Regions from separate parts of the Pan troglodytes genome. Here all the other regions are linked to region 1. Evidence: chromatin contacts called from public Hi-C data. All regions are on one chromosome and are shown on one strand. Each heading gives the region's core, a stretch centred on a gene start, on an enhancer-like site or on the middle of the called end of the contact. The rest is flanking DNA. Distances are from core to core; before and after follow the strand shown.

What was found. Hi-C and Micro-C count contacts between places; a contact is called where the count stands out from the background.
Region 2: a Hi-C map of stem cell-derived neural progenitor cells shows a contact between it and region 1, with 11 times the contacts expected there. The contact joins the promoter of LPP here to the promoter of BCL6 in region 1. A contact is called at or near these places in 3 of 7 Hi-C or Micro-C datasets (blood, induced pluripotent stem cells and stem cell-derived neural progenitor cells) and 1 of 1 datasets of contacts at active chromatin or transcription factors (stem cell-derived excitatory neurons).
Region 3: a Hi-C map of stem cell-derived neural progenitor cells shows a contact between it and region 1, with 7 times the contacts expected there. The contact joins the enhancer-like site here to the promoter of BCL6 in region 1. A contact is called at or near these places in 2 of 7 Hi-C or Micro-C datasets (blood and stem cell-derived neural progenitor cells) and 1 of 1 datasets of contacts at active chromatin or transcription factors (stem cell-derived excitatory neurons).
Region 4: a Hi-C map of induced pluripotent stem cells shows a contact between it and region 1, with 2.5 times the contacts expected there. The contact joins the enhancer-like site here to the promoter of BCL6 in region 1. A contact is called at or near these places in 2 of 7 Hi-C or Micro-C datasets (induced pluripotent stem cells and stem cell-derived neural progenitor cells) and 1 of 1 datasets of contacts at active chromatin or transcription factors (stem cell-derived excitatory neurons).

The regions. Positions count from the first base shown.
Region 1 is chr2:190,918,659-190,922,081 of NHGRI_mPanTro3-v2.0_pri, reverse strand. BCL6 (BCL6 transcription repressor) reads left to right here and starts at 1,588. Exons shown (of 10, transcript XM_001158812.7): 1 at 1,588-1,943.
Region 2 is chr2:191,326,040-191,329,545 of NHGRI_mPanTro3-v2.0_pri, reverse strand. It overlaps LPP (LIM domain containing preferred translocation partner in lipoma), which reads right to left and starts at 2,249. Exons shown (of 12, transcript XM_016942488.3): 1 at 1,710-2,249.
Region 3 is chr2:191,225,169-191,228,680 of NHGRI_mPanTro3-v2.0_pri, reverse strand. No RefSeq gene overlaps it. Among named protein-coding and RNA genes, the nearest start is that of LPP, 100 kb to the left of the region's middle. Within about 2 kb of position 1,455, at least 19 of the 24 cell types and tissues checked have an H3K27ac peak or open chromatin away from gene starts, as enhancers often do. A contact at or near this core is called in stem cell-derived excitatory neurons and stem cell-derived neural progenitor cells, where this site is marked.
Region 4 is chr2:191,370,972-191,374,128 of NHGRI_mPanTro3-v2.0_pri, reverse strand. All of the region lies in intron 1 of LPP (LIM domain containing preferred translocation partner in lipoma), which reads right to left. Among named protein-coding and RNA genes, the nearest start is that of LPP, 45 kb to the right of the region's middle. Within about 2 kb of position 1,643, at least 4 of the 24 cell types and tissues checked have an H3K27ac peak or open chromatin away from gene starts, as enhancers often do. A contact at or near this core is called in induced pluripotent stem cells and stem cell-derived excitatory neurons, where this site is marked.

The sequences.
Region 1 (3,423 bases), core at 339-2,838:
GGGTTGAGATAGGTAGATTATTTTAGACATATCTTTATTAGAAATTAACAAGTGACGAGATTTTGTGGAACCTTTAAGAATTCATCTGTAATTTAATAAGTCGCTTGAAGGACTCTCATAGCCAAGGCTCAGAACAGCCTGACCTTTGAAAGCTGCTTCTGGTCCAAACATTTTGGGCTAATTCTTGAGGAATCTGAAATATTATTTTCCCCTCACACCCTTCTTTTAAGAGAGAGACATAAAAGAAACAAGAGTCTCCCTTATTCAGGGATGAGTAGGAGGGGAAAAAACCCGAACCAACATTTAAATAAGGAAACTAGCAGCTCTGAACAAACAAACTAGGACCCACAATGAAATGATTCTGCACTGCAATTGCCTTTAAAAAGAAAGTAATAGAGAAAAAGAGAAGGAAAGAATTTCTCCTTCTTCTCTACCACCCCCCCCCCACCCCACCCCACCCCCCAACTCAGCTTCAAAGCTAAGAAGACTGTGCTGCGTGTAGTGCATTGTAGTTGTGGCAGTCTGTTCTAAATACAGGCAGTATCTGTGATACTGGCACGGCAGGCCTTTAGAATTCCCTCCGGCTGATCTCTTAAACACAGACTGAAGAGATTTTTTTACAACGACCTTGAAACGAGCCTCGAAAACAAAAATCTCAAGACCTTAAGAGAAAACAAAACACAAACAGGTATTTGGCTCACAGAATTTTGTAGAAAACACACACATACCACCCCGCCACCCCCACTCTCCCCCCCACATACACGTTTCTTGCAACAAGAAATTTCCCAAGAGTCAACAATAACAGATTAAACCCACCACTTGCTGTCCTGGAAAGAAACAAACCAAACCAAAACAAATGCTTTGAACATTTCTCTCAAGTGCAGGAGAGACACACTTCAGCAAAAGTCCAAGGGGAAAAAGGAAATTGCACCAAAGGAAAAAAAAAAAAAAGTGGGGGCTGGGATTGTTACATATGGCCAAAAATTTAAGCTTCTTTCAATAGTATTAGTATTGAAATAATACATCTTTAAAACGCTTGAGGGATTAGATAGGGAAAGAAAAGGCACGTACAAAAAAATCCAACCGATGCCGATCCTGTGATTTACGTAACACCACAAACTTGCAAAAGGCAAAAAATCAGAAGCAAAAATCCATAAACCATCAAAATACAGAAACCAAAAATCCCAAGCCACCACACCAGAAAGAAAAAAACCCAGAACAACAGCAAAAACCCCTGTCTTAAATAAAAATAAAGCAAATGAACCCACCGAAAACTGCTTGGCAAATATTTTTCTCGTGGTGCCTAATATTCTAGTTGGAAAGAGCTGTGATGTTTATTTTATTTTTTTTTTCTCTTACTCGCCTCTCTAACCCTACTATATATATAACATACTTTCCCCAGTGGTTCAAACCTCTCGCTCCCTTTTGTGCATTTAGCTCGATCTGCTGAGTTTATGGGTAAGAAAGAAGGAATTAGCCCCAGACCCCGGGAAAGCAAAGCGCACTCCCCCTCTTATGTCACCGAATAGCAAATTAGTTCTCAGAATTCCAGAGGCCGAGCTTTGCTACAGCGAAGGCGCCGACGTCACAGAGGAGGAGCCCACGTGACGGTGGCGGAGCAGGCCATACCATCGTCTTGGGCCCGGGGAGGGAGAGCCACCTTCAGGCCCCTCGAGCCTCGAACCGGAACCTCCAAATCCGAGACGCTCTGCTTATGAGGACCTCGAAATATGCCGGCCAGTGAAAAAATCTTGTGGCTTTGAGGGCTTTTGGTTGGCCAGGGGCAGTAAAAATCTCGGAGAGCTGACACCAAGTCCTCCCCTGCCACGTAGCAGTGGTAAAGTCCGAAGCTCAAATTCCGAGAATTGAGCTCTGTTGATTCTTAGAACTGGGGTTCTTAGAAGTGGTGATGCAAGAAGTTTCTAGGAAAGGCCGGACACCAGGTGATTATTGCTGTTGCTGCCGCCGCTGCTGCTGCTACTGCCGCCGCCGCCGCTGTTGCCGCTGGTGCCGCTGCCGCCGCCGCTGCTCATGATCATTATTTTACCTTTTAATTCTTTTTTTTTCCGCTCTTGCCAAATGCTTTGGCTCCAAGTTTTCTATGTGTATCTATTGATATAAATGTATATATTTATTTATTCTAGCTGTCAGGTGTTAAAATAAATGCCGAAGATTAGTCCCACGTCTCTCCCACTCTAGGATATAGATTGTTATGTATTTATTATTATTATTGTTGTCTTTGAGTGAATCGGCCGGTTTGGGGAGGCTTTTGCCACCCTCCCTTGTGTTGTTTTGGTTTTTGGAAAGGAGGTGGAGGAGAGGAAGGAGGGGAATTAGGGGGCGGCCGGAGCAGAGAGGACGAGACAGTGCTTGGGGGGTGATTCGGGCTAGTCTGGGGGCTGTCTGGCCCCAGACCGCGGAGAGGACGCGCGCTCGCGCTCTCGCTCTTTCTGCTGCTGCTTGCGTACGGCTTGTGATCTCTCTGGATTCGTGCGGCTGTGTTTTTTCCCTCTTTTCTCGCTTGCAAACTGCTTTCCTTGCTCCGTCGCTCCTGGCCTCCCCTTCCCTCCCTCCTCTTTTTCCTCGCCTCTTCTTCCTTCCCTTCCCCTGTCCTTCTGGGTAACTCCGGGAGGCAAAAAGGGAGGCTGCCCGCTCGCTCGCCCCGCTGGCTCTCTTCCATCGGCCTCGGTCTTTTAGATTCCCTGCCTTCGAGCCGAACCGAGATTTGGAAGGAAAAAATGCAAGCGAACTCTTTGGGTTTTTGTTTTTGTTTTTTTGGTCATAAATCCAGATGAGATGAAGTATCGTGTCTACTATTTCCTTTCAGAGCCGTGATCTTCCTAACGAGAGCCGAGTGTTTTGGTGTTCCCTGCCCCTGTGTTTTGGGGAGCTTGGGGGCGGGGATGTTGAACACTTTGAAAATTATTCTTTCTTGGTTGTAGTCGAGGGAGTCGGGAACCTCCGCGCGCTCTCCCTGCTCATCCCGAGGAGAGAGACTGATGGCGGGACAGGGCTTCTTGGGGTGGGTGGGAAAGGGGTGCGCACTGCACCTGCGATGCCTTTCAGTGTGCGGGGGGACTCAGGGAACCTCGACAGGACAGCCTGGGAGAACGAGAAAGGTGGCGGGATTTCTGGCCGCTGCGGTGTTTGTATTTTGGGCGCTGCGTGACTCTGTGTTGGCTCCCAATGGCTGTTGCCTCCCTTTCCTAAATTTTATTTTATTTTTTCCCATGGTGCAAGCTCTGTAAAAAGGGAACTGCGGGCCTGAGCGTAGTGGACGCCGGGCTTCAGATTCCCGAGGTCCTTACCTTGGGCGAGGAGAAAGACGAACAGAGCCCCAGCCCGCGTTCCTTATGTGCAAGACTCAGGAGGAGAGAAGGGCACTTTGTGGCCGTGGCTGAGGGGACCCGGCGCGGGAGGAGC
Region 2 (3,506 bases), core at 1,000-3,499, 410 kb before region 1:
TTATCCTTTCATCTCCATTTCCCACACTACTTAGTCTTCTCTGGCCCACGGTTCCCTCGAAGAGATGTCTTCCTCCAAGCCGCTAGCTGGCTTCAGGAAACTCCTCAACCTCCAAAAACCCCATTCAGTGCAGGACTCTCCAAAAGGCCGTCCCAGGGACCAGAAAATCAAACCCCCTCCCTGGAACTTCCTTTAACTTTGTCCACGCCTTTGCTCCAGCACTTAGCATTTCCTACCCTAGGCCAGGTTTCACTCCGAGGTTCAACTGAGTTCCTTGAGGGCAACGTCCAACACACCCAGCACAGGGTCTGCCACACACAGGGTGCTAGAGAAATGCTTAGAGAAAGGGAACTTAAGTCCGGAGCCAACTATTTGAATTATGGTTTGGCCTCTAGCAAATAACTTCCGGGCGACCCTCCTTCTCTCTGGGCCTCAGCTGCCCCAACTGTAAAATGGGAGGACTTGGAGGACTGGGTCTAGGCCCTTTCCGCTGTGACAACTGTGATTCCGCGAAAGCTCTAAGCGGATGGGCGTGGCCCCGCCCCCTGGGCGCCCAGAAAAGTCCGGGCAGGGGGCGCGCAAGGCTCCAACCCCGCCTAGCCTGGGGTCGACGCTTTCGGAAAAACTCTGGGTCCCCCTCCCCCATGGCGTGCACCCCGTGATTGGGCCGCGGCCGGCACTTCCGCACAGCGGGCCAGGCCAGAGCAGGGCTCGCGCCCCGCGCTCTTGCCACCCCGGAGGCGCTCGCGCCGGGGGAGGGCTGGGGGTTCCCGAGGCGCCCGCGGGCGGAGGGTGAGGGGAAGGAAGGATTTGCAACAATACCTCAGGGAGGAGGCAGCCGGGGCAGCGGCGGTGGTGGTGGCGGCGGCGGCGGCGGCTGGAGGCGGAGGCAGAGGCAGAGGAGGAGGTGCCCGGGCACTCCCCCTCCCATTGTCCCCAGCCCCGGACAGGCCCGGCCCCGCGCCCCACACTGGCCTCCTCCAGCGCGCCGCCCGCGCCCAGCGCCCCACGCCCCGCGCCCCGCGCCCCGGGCCGTGCAGCCAGCCCTTACCTTGCAGCGCCCGGCTGTCTCCCGATCGCTAAAGCTACTTATCCCGGGAAAGCTCGCGCGGGACCCGGGAACGAACCCACAGACAAAAAGTGAAACTTCGGCAGGGCTGGAGCGGCTGCTGGTTGGTGCCTTTCCCCCTCCTTCCTCCCCACCGTCCCCACCCCCTCCCCTTGGTCTCCCGTGCGGTGCCCTGAGCGCTGGAGGCTGACGTCAGGGGCCTGAATTCCTGACTTTGCCTGCACGCATTTGTCCATGTAAGGTATGGGAAGGCGTGTGCCCGCGAAGCCGCCGCGCAGAGCTCGCCTGGCGGGGGAGGGGAAACCCGCAGCCGGCAGTGGCTTTGCCAAAAGGTGGGCGCACTGAGGGCATTGCATTTCCTGGGAGGAAGAGGAGGAGACGCGGGAATGCAGGGAGCTTGCAAAGGAGGAAGGGAAAGAGGGAGATGTGGAGACTTTGCCCCAGCTAGAGGAAGAGGAAGGAGACGTAGGAGGAAGCGGCCGCGTCAGGGGGCTCCTGGAAAATGGAAAAGCCTGCGTCTACTATTAAGGCGTCAAATTAGGGCACTGAGCTTGAGTGGAAGAGATCCAGCCATGAAATCCCCTTCCAAGATTTTCCTCGTGAGCCCCGCCCTGGATTCCCAGCAAGACTCAAAACTTACAAGGTGTCAGAGCTGGCAAAGACCAACTTCCAACCCGTCCGCTTGGCACGTGAGGAAACTGAAGCTCTCGGAAGAGAAATGACTTGTACAGGGTCGTCACTCAGCAGATCGAGGAGCGGGCCCAGGCGCTCTGCCTCCCACTTGGGTTCCCGCCTCCAGGAAGGGCCCTGGCTCCCTTTTAGCCCTGAGCCTTGAAGCAGGTTAGATGCCCGCGAGCTGTGCGGACCACCCAGTGATTTCTACTGCTCTTGGCCCAGAGCCAGTTCCTGGAAGGTCCTGGTTGACAGCGAGCCCTGAATATCAATGACAATCAGTTGCTTCAGGGCAACTTCCTCTGTCCTGTGCTCAAATAAATGAATCCCTGGAGTTTAACGTTTACTTCTGAGCCCCGCCCAGAAAGCTTGCTCTGTGCTTATAGCTTCAAAAAAGTCTGCGAACGAGATGAACTGGTTTGAATACAGACAAGCCTGTCATTGGAAGTTTTGAGTTGGATTTTTCTTTCCCCTCTGACATCTGTAAGGGTGAACGACGATGAGAACCACCACTTACTGTGTTAGGGGATTATGACGTGCAGCAGCCATGGCCAGGAAAGCACTCCATACCCTGAGACTTCCTTTCCTTGCACTTCTCTCCTATTAATATCTAAAGTAATCCCTCACGTTAGCACATAATGAAAGCAGTCTCTCACCCGGCTATTGCATCTTCAGGTGAGTTAGATAGGACAGAGCGTAGTCCCCCCTTTACACTTCAGACAAAAACTTAAGAAACGTTACTCGCCCAACACAAAACAACTGACTGACCAAGCACCTGTCTTCCCCTCCTCCCATCCAGGTCTCCTGACTAATCCCTTCATCTTTCCATACCTGGCCCTGACCTCTAGCAGGACCTAATTCCATTCATAACTGTTGAGAGTACACCATGAGCTACTGATTCATAAAAACTCCAAAAAGTGGTTCTTCTGAGGATGGACTTTAGTGGGATTCTTTTGACCAGGAATTAAGGAAATAATGTAAAAACACATGTTATTGGATTTATTAAGCACCTTCCTTGTGCTTAATAAGTGTTTGAATTCAGACATTTCAGGGGTAAGACTACTTAACCTCTGTGTTCCTCTCAACTATCTAATGTACACATACAAAAATATGAACATGGCTGGGCGCGGTGGCTTACACCTGTAATTCCAGCACTTTGGGACGCCGAGGCGGGCAAATCACCTGAGGTCAGGAGCTCGAGCCAGCCTGGCCAACATGGCAAAACCCCGTCTCTACCAAAAATACAAAAAACTAGCTGGGCGTGGTGGCGAGCGCCTGTAATCCCAGGTATTCCGGAAGCTGAGGCAGGAGAATTGCTTGAACCCGGGAGGCAAAGGTTTTAGTGAGCCGAGATTGCGCCACTGCACTCCAGCCTGGGGGACAGAGCAAGACTGTTGTCAAAAAAAAAAATATATATATATATATATTATATATATATAAATATATACACACACACATATATATACACATATATATACACATATATATATATGAAGGCAGTAACAGAGAGATAAGGTTGAGAATAACCACCCATTCCACAGACTAATAAAGAATTTATCTCTTTGCAACTAACATAGTTTGAAATGGGAGATACGGGCTCTTGGAGAGATTTTTTTCTGGGGTTCTGAAAAGCTCAGATCCTATCAAAACACAATCCACTCACTCAAACATTTCAGCATACTCACATTCTGAGTACTACTGTTTAGTATGAAAAGAATTCCAATGTTACATGAAGTAAAAATGGATTATCTCAATCCTCATGGAA
Region 3 (3,512 bases), core at 206-2,705, 310 kb before region 1:
GATCCTGGAGAATAGAGGGACAGTCTTACTCTAGTACTTAACCGTGCTGTGCTTGCAAATCCCTAACCTGATATTTTTGCAGAATCTCCAATTCAGAAAGATTTGTTTTGGCAGAGACTGAAATTCTTTATTTGGAACTTGAGGTATCCCTGACCCATAAGCATTCGGCTTGACAGATATGCAGTTGCATCCGTCATCACTCTGCCCTAAGCAGGGCAATGGCTGTGGTGAGCAAGAGTAGGGGATCCTGGGTATGGTCTTGAGTTTGTGGCTAACACATGAGATGTGGGGAAAGCTGCTTTTCTTTTAGGGGGCTCAGTTGTTTCAACTGTCATATGTTGAGACAGCATTAATCAGTGGGCTTCAAACTTTTAAAGCCACCAGATTTTTCCTCCCAGAATGCTGTGGGAACCTAGCATGAATAAATAGTAAAAGTGGGACTCACAGCTTCTCCATTTAGCCACTGTATGTCTGTAGGGCCTCTGTGGACTCTAGTATGGCAACATTCGGATACATACCTTTTAGCCCCCAACATTGGGATTCTAAAGATGAGTAATGGCTTAGTGATAGATGTTAACCTCCTGAGGGGTTGCAGTGAGCCTGGAATTCTGAATACAGAACTGGTCAGACAGGGAAAAGGGCTGTAACAGTGTAACAAACAGTAGAATTAGAGTGGAGGGTAGCAAGATAAAGTTTTACATTTCACGGGTTAACAGCACTTTATAGTTTACAAGTATTTGCACTATAGTTGTCTCTTTTGAACTTACGCAACACTGTGTGCTCAGGCATTTGTGCAGCAATCTTTTGTGAAGCTGGATTATGTGCCTGGTACTGTGGGTTGAGCTCATGGACATAAAGAAAGAGGAGAGCATGTGAGCCTGGAGGAGCTCATCATCTTATAGAGGAAACAGGCAGGTAAAGAAATCATTGCAATTGCAAAACAGAAAAGCTGTAAGAGAGGTGCAAACAAACGTTGAGCAGCGAAGTGAAAGCAATGATTCCTTTTTCCTGGGGAGGGGAGGAAGGCATACCTACCATGGGGCCTGCAGGATGAGTGACCTAGGCAGATAAATACCTAGGTAGAAAAAAACACGTGCACGAAGCAGTGGAGGCCCGTGTGAGCAAGGTGCGTTTGGAGGAAACGGAAGAGCTAGGGGAAATCTGGCCTTCAAGGTATGGAAAGGCAGTTAAACAGTGAAGTTAACCTGCAGCTTAACTGGGAAGGACTTTGAATACAATGCAAAGAATTTGGCCCCCATGGCCATTAGAGCCCCATCTTCCAGATGAGGAAAAGGGCCTTCCCTTCGCACAGGGACAGCCGAAACTGTGACTCCCACGTTCCTTTTGCTACCCTGTGCTGCCTCCAGCAGGCCTGAACCGAGGCAGGCCCTGCGTGGGAGAGGCCTCTGGGCTGTTTATCCTGCGCCAGTGGGGCTGGCTCTGGCAGGGAGTGGAAGTAGGTGAGGTGGGGGCTGTGGAGGAGAGGAGGAGCCTGACAACAAGGGCTACATTCAAGGCCTGCACTGGAGCTGACGAGGAGAATGGAAAGCTACAGTCTGTTGGAGCCATCCAGCCTTGGCAAAGCGGTCGGGGCCTTATAAGGAAATGTTGTTCTCTCCCAGCCGGTGGGGCTGGGATGGAGCCCTGTGCCCACAGGACAGAGCTGCCCTTGTGGTGGTAGGCTGGGGGTGCCACCCGCCCCTCTGCTGTGAGCAGGAGCTGTCAATGGGCCACTTCTGCAGGCTCAGCATTCCCTCTCAGCCCCAGTGTGCGTGCAGCCCCCACCCCTCCACCCCCTCCCACTCCCCATTGCCTTGGGCTGATTGGAGGAAAGGAAAAAAACAAAACAAAACAAAGACTTGGCAAAGTCCCAGGTCTCATTGCTGTTTGATGCCGAATTATTCAGAAAATAGGCTCAGGTCAAATTCTCTCTTTTTCCTGAAGAATGCATGAATAAGGGGATTGCTCTTTGTCCTCCTTCCCTGCCTGGCGCCCTCATCTCTTTTCCTTGTGATCACGAAACTCCCAGCACCCGACACGGCCCAGTGCAGAAAGCAAGAAGCTGAGATGAGTGGGCGGGGGAAGCCTTGTGCTGGTGCCTTTTCCACCTCCCAAGGGTAGAGCAGCAGCCACCGGAATACTCATAGGAGAAGGGTGACTCTCCTTGGACTCCTTATCTGTGCCGGGCAGACCAGAGGGCCAGGGAGAGAGAGATGGGCACAGGGTAAAAACACAGCCTGCCCAGAAAGCAACAGAAAGTGCTCCTTGGGGTGGGCGCGGTGGCTCACGCCTGTAATCCCAGCACTTTGGGAGTCCAAGGAGGGTGGATCACGAGGTCAGGAGTTGGAGACCAGTCTGACCAACATGGTGAAACCCCGTCTCTACTAAAAATACAAAAATTAGTTGGGCGTAGTAGTGTGTGCCTGTAATCCCAGCGACTCAGGAGGCTGAGGCAGGAGAATTGCTTGAACTCGGGAGGCAGAGGTTGCAGTGAGCCCAGATCGCGCCACTGCACTCCAGCCTGGGTGACAGAGCAACAAGAGCAACAATCTGTCAAAAAAAAAAAAAAAAAAAAAAAGTGCTCCTTGGGAAAGGACAGTAAGCATTAGTCAGCTCCTGGAAGGAGGGCTTTTCTACAGGGAGTGAGGAGAGATGATTTAAAGCACTGATCCCTAGCAGATCTTTCTGAACTCAAGATTGGGGGTAGGAGCAGAAAAGATGCTTAGTGTGGCCTTTTGCTTTGGTTATTCATAGACCCCGTGCATGAAACCCTGGAGCTACAAGCAAGCAGGTTGGCCAGTGCAGCTCCTCACCTAAAGCTGAAATATTTTTACAGCAAGCTTGGCAGACCTTCAGCTAACCAGTGCTACTCTAGTCATCATGGACTTAGTTCCTCAAGTTAGTCTGTCCCAAACATACAGCTCAACCCAACAAGGAGAAGTAAGTCATGGAAAGCAAGAGGAAACTTCCGTTTCCAAGGAGTTTACCATCCAGAGCAAAGCTACAAGGAGCACACAATAATCCAAACACAAAGAAGAAAGTTATGGCCAGGTGTGGTGGCTCACGACTGTAATCCCAGCACTTTGGGGGGCTGAGATGGGTGGATCACCTGAGGTCAGGAGTTTGAGACCAGCCTAGCCAACATGGTGAAAACCTGTCTCTACTAAAAATACAAAAAGTAGCCAGGCGTGATGGCAGGCACCTGTACTCCCAGCTACTCAGGAGGCTGAGGCAGGAGAATTGCCTGAACCCGGGAGGCAGAGGTTGTAGTGAGCTGAGATTGTGCCACTGTGCTCCAGCCTGGGGGAGAGAGTGAGACTTTGTCAAAAAAAAGGAAAGAAAGAAAAAAAAAGGAAGGAAGGAAGAAAGGAAGGAAAGAAAGAAAGAAAAGAAAGGAAATAAAAAAGAAAGTTATGAGCTCTAAGAAAAACAGAGATGTCTGAGGTGAAAGAAATTGCTCTTGACTAGGTGTCCACAGCAGTAGATGAGGAAAGCTCTTATAGAAGAGATGG
Region 4 (3,157 bases), core at 394-2,893, 450 kb before region 1:
CACTCGCTCTCTGTCTTTCTCCCTCTCTCCCTTCCTCTCAAGGCTTGCCCTTTGGAAGCAGCCACCAGGCTGTGAGGAAGTCCAGGCCACATGGAAAGACCACATGTAGATATTCTGACCAACAGGCCTGGTTAACGTCTCAGATGTCATGTGAGTGAGTGAGCAACCATATACCTCTAGCACCCAGCTTTCGAGTCTTCCAGCTGAGGTCCCAGGCATTGTGGAGCACAGAAGCGTCATTCCCCCCTTGCTCTGTCCAAGTTCCTGATCCACATAATCCATGAGCATACTAAACGATTGTTGTATACCACTGAGTTTGGGGGTAATTTGCTACACAGTAATAAACAATTGGAACAAAGCCCAGCCCTTTCTTTTACCTTCACCTGGTGCCTGCTCTGACCATGCAGATGTGACTTTCTCATCTGGTGACCCACGTTTTTCATGGACACCAGTTTCTCTAGGGTTGTCAGTGGTGGGCAGAAGGGCAGGGGTGAGTTCTGCAACAATAATAGCTCTGAGACACTGCACAGTTCATGGGGAATGCAAATGAATCAACATAAACATGGGACCCAACAGCCCCAGTCGCTCTGTCTACCAAGTAAATGTGAGGAGGTGATGCTACCTCTCTATTACCTCATCTGTAAAATGGGCATGCCAATGCCTGACTATTGAAGAAGTTATGAGGATGAGATGAGAGGTCGTGTGAGGAGCACTCCACCCAGTGCCTACAATGTCAGATACCAAAGTCTATCCACCATACCCTTCAGCTGACCAAGGGCTTCCATCTACAAATGTGATTCAAGTCTACAGAACAGCACAACAGCTATGCTGCTCTCTTACCCAGCATCAAGCCCAGGCCCTTATACACAGCAGGTAGTTAGAAAACATTAAGCCTGTGCTATATAGCAAGGAAAGTTTCTATCATTTCAAAACAATAAGGTATATTGTTTAGGAGTGTGGTGCCTGGAGCCACTGGCCTGAATTCAGCTCTGTCACTGGCTGGTGGCCTGGGGCAACTTATCTAAGCTCCTTGTGCATTTGTTTCCCTATTTATAAACAGGGATAACAATAACACCATCCTCATAGGTTTCTTTAGAGGATTAAGTGAAACAATATGAATAAAGCAGCTAGAACAGTGACTGGCACATAGCAATCGCTTGCTACGTTTCACCAAGTGTGTAAACCTAGAAGCAATCTTAGGACACAGGTATACGAATGAGGTTTTACAAATGAGGAAACTGAGACTTGAATTATGTAACTTGTGCAAGGTCAAAGGTAGGGGCGAGATCCAAATCCAACTCCGTGGCCTTCCACCCAAATCCAAAGCTCTTTGCACCTCAGCATCCTGCTTTTCGATATGCACGCCTAATGGAAAAATGTATTTAACTAGAAGAGGGGAAAACAGCCCAGACATAACGGGGTTGCACCTTGGGAGCTTTCTGGGTACCACAGGATGATAAGGCCAATGTCATAAGCCCTGCCCTTCAGCACAGTCAGCTCCTGTGGGTAAAATTAGCTCAGCTCTGCTCCAGTGCCGCCTGGAGCCCCGAGGCAAAACTCACCCCAGGCATAGCACGACCTCACCTGACCCTCACTCTTAAGTAGGGTCCCTCATGCACCTCATTAGGGCCTGAGATGACTCATTGTGTTCTTTCCTGTCTCTGGTGCTGAGGTCACCTCTATGCTATACAGAAAGGCGGCTGTGAAGGAGAAGTGAAGATGAAAACGCAGGCAACCATTCTGCACTCGCTTCCTCCAAGGCAGCTCACAAGCAAGGATCGGAGTGCCTGCCTGCCATGCCAGCTGTGTACTGGGGAAATAAAGCTCTGCCGAGTTATATAACCCAGCTCAGGAGAAAATGATAGACACTAGCCCAAAGGGACTCCTGAGATTACCGTCCTTATTCTACTCTGGTGGTGATGGTATTGAGCAGGGAATGGGCCTATTCAATATCCTTCAGTCCTGCAGAACATGGCACAATAACCATGACTATAGGGGTCTCCTCTGCACTGTCTCACCCAATACTACCCAAATTGAAGGCCAATCTTAAATGTCACCATTCCTTGAACCCTCCATGCTCCCATCCCTACCTGGCTAGAATTTTTATCTCAACTCCCACAATGTCTTATCTATACAATTTATTATTTGGCATTTATTTGCTCAACAAATATCACTTGCACACCTATTTTTGATTTGAAGATACAGAAATATAAAGAATTACCATTGCTCTCAAGGAAATGCAGCCCAGTTCAACAAATGGCCTAAAATGGAGGAAGCAGAGACAACAACAGTCAGAGGAGTATTCCAGGCAGAGGTGGTATCAGAGCAAAATCTTGAAAGGACTGATAGAGTGGGCAATGGTGTTTCAGACAAGGGAACACTATGTGTGAGGTCACGGGAGCTACAGAGAATCCCAGGTATATTCCTAGAGCACAAGATCATCTTGGAGATTAGTGAGATGAGGACAGAAAGAGGCAGGGGTCAAATCACTTCCTGCCTCTTTCCATTCCTGTCCCTTAATTCATGCAAAGGATTCTTAATTTGCCCTGAATGAGGAAAGCATTGAAGGATTTTAAAAACAGGGACATAGCATGAACAGATTTGCATTTTTGGAATATCACTCAGGAAGAAAAGAGAGAATAGGATGGATGAGGGTAAGAATAGAAAAAGAAGGCCAGCTGAGACTGCTGAAGCACTCCAGGAGAGAGATGCTGAGGGCCTGAATGGAGGACAGGCTCCAAAGGTAGAGGGAGGAGGGAAGTGGGCAGGACGTGTTACCGTGGTTGACTCTGTAAGACTGAAGACAGTCAGAGGCAAGAGTGAGGGACAGAGAGGAGCCATCCGGAATGAGTCCCAGTTTCCAGGATTGGGCGATGTCACTCACCAAGCTAACAATGCCAAAAGACACGGTGAGCCCCATGCAACTTTGGGATTTCCAACTGGAGTGTCCAAAAGGCATGTAGGAGTGTGGGCCTGAAGTTCGGGAGTTCCAAACTGGAGATAAACACCTAGCAGTCATGAGACAAAGCTCTGCAATGCTTGTATTTATGGGATACAAGAGAGAGCAAGAGCCTGCAAAGAAACCCCAAGGAGAGGCTAGGGAGGTAAAGGAATAACAAAACATCCAGAGACACTGGGAGTGGTCAACAGAAACAGC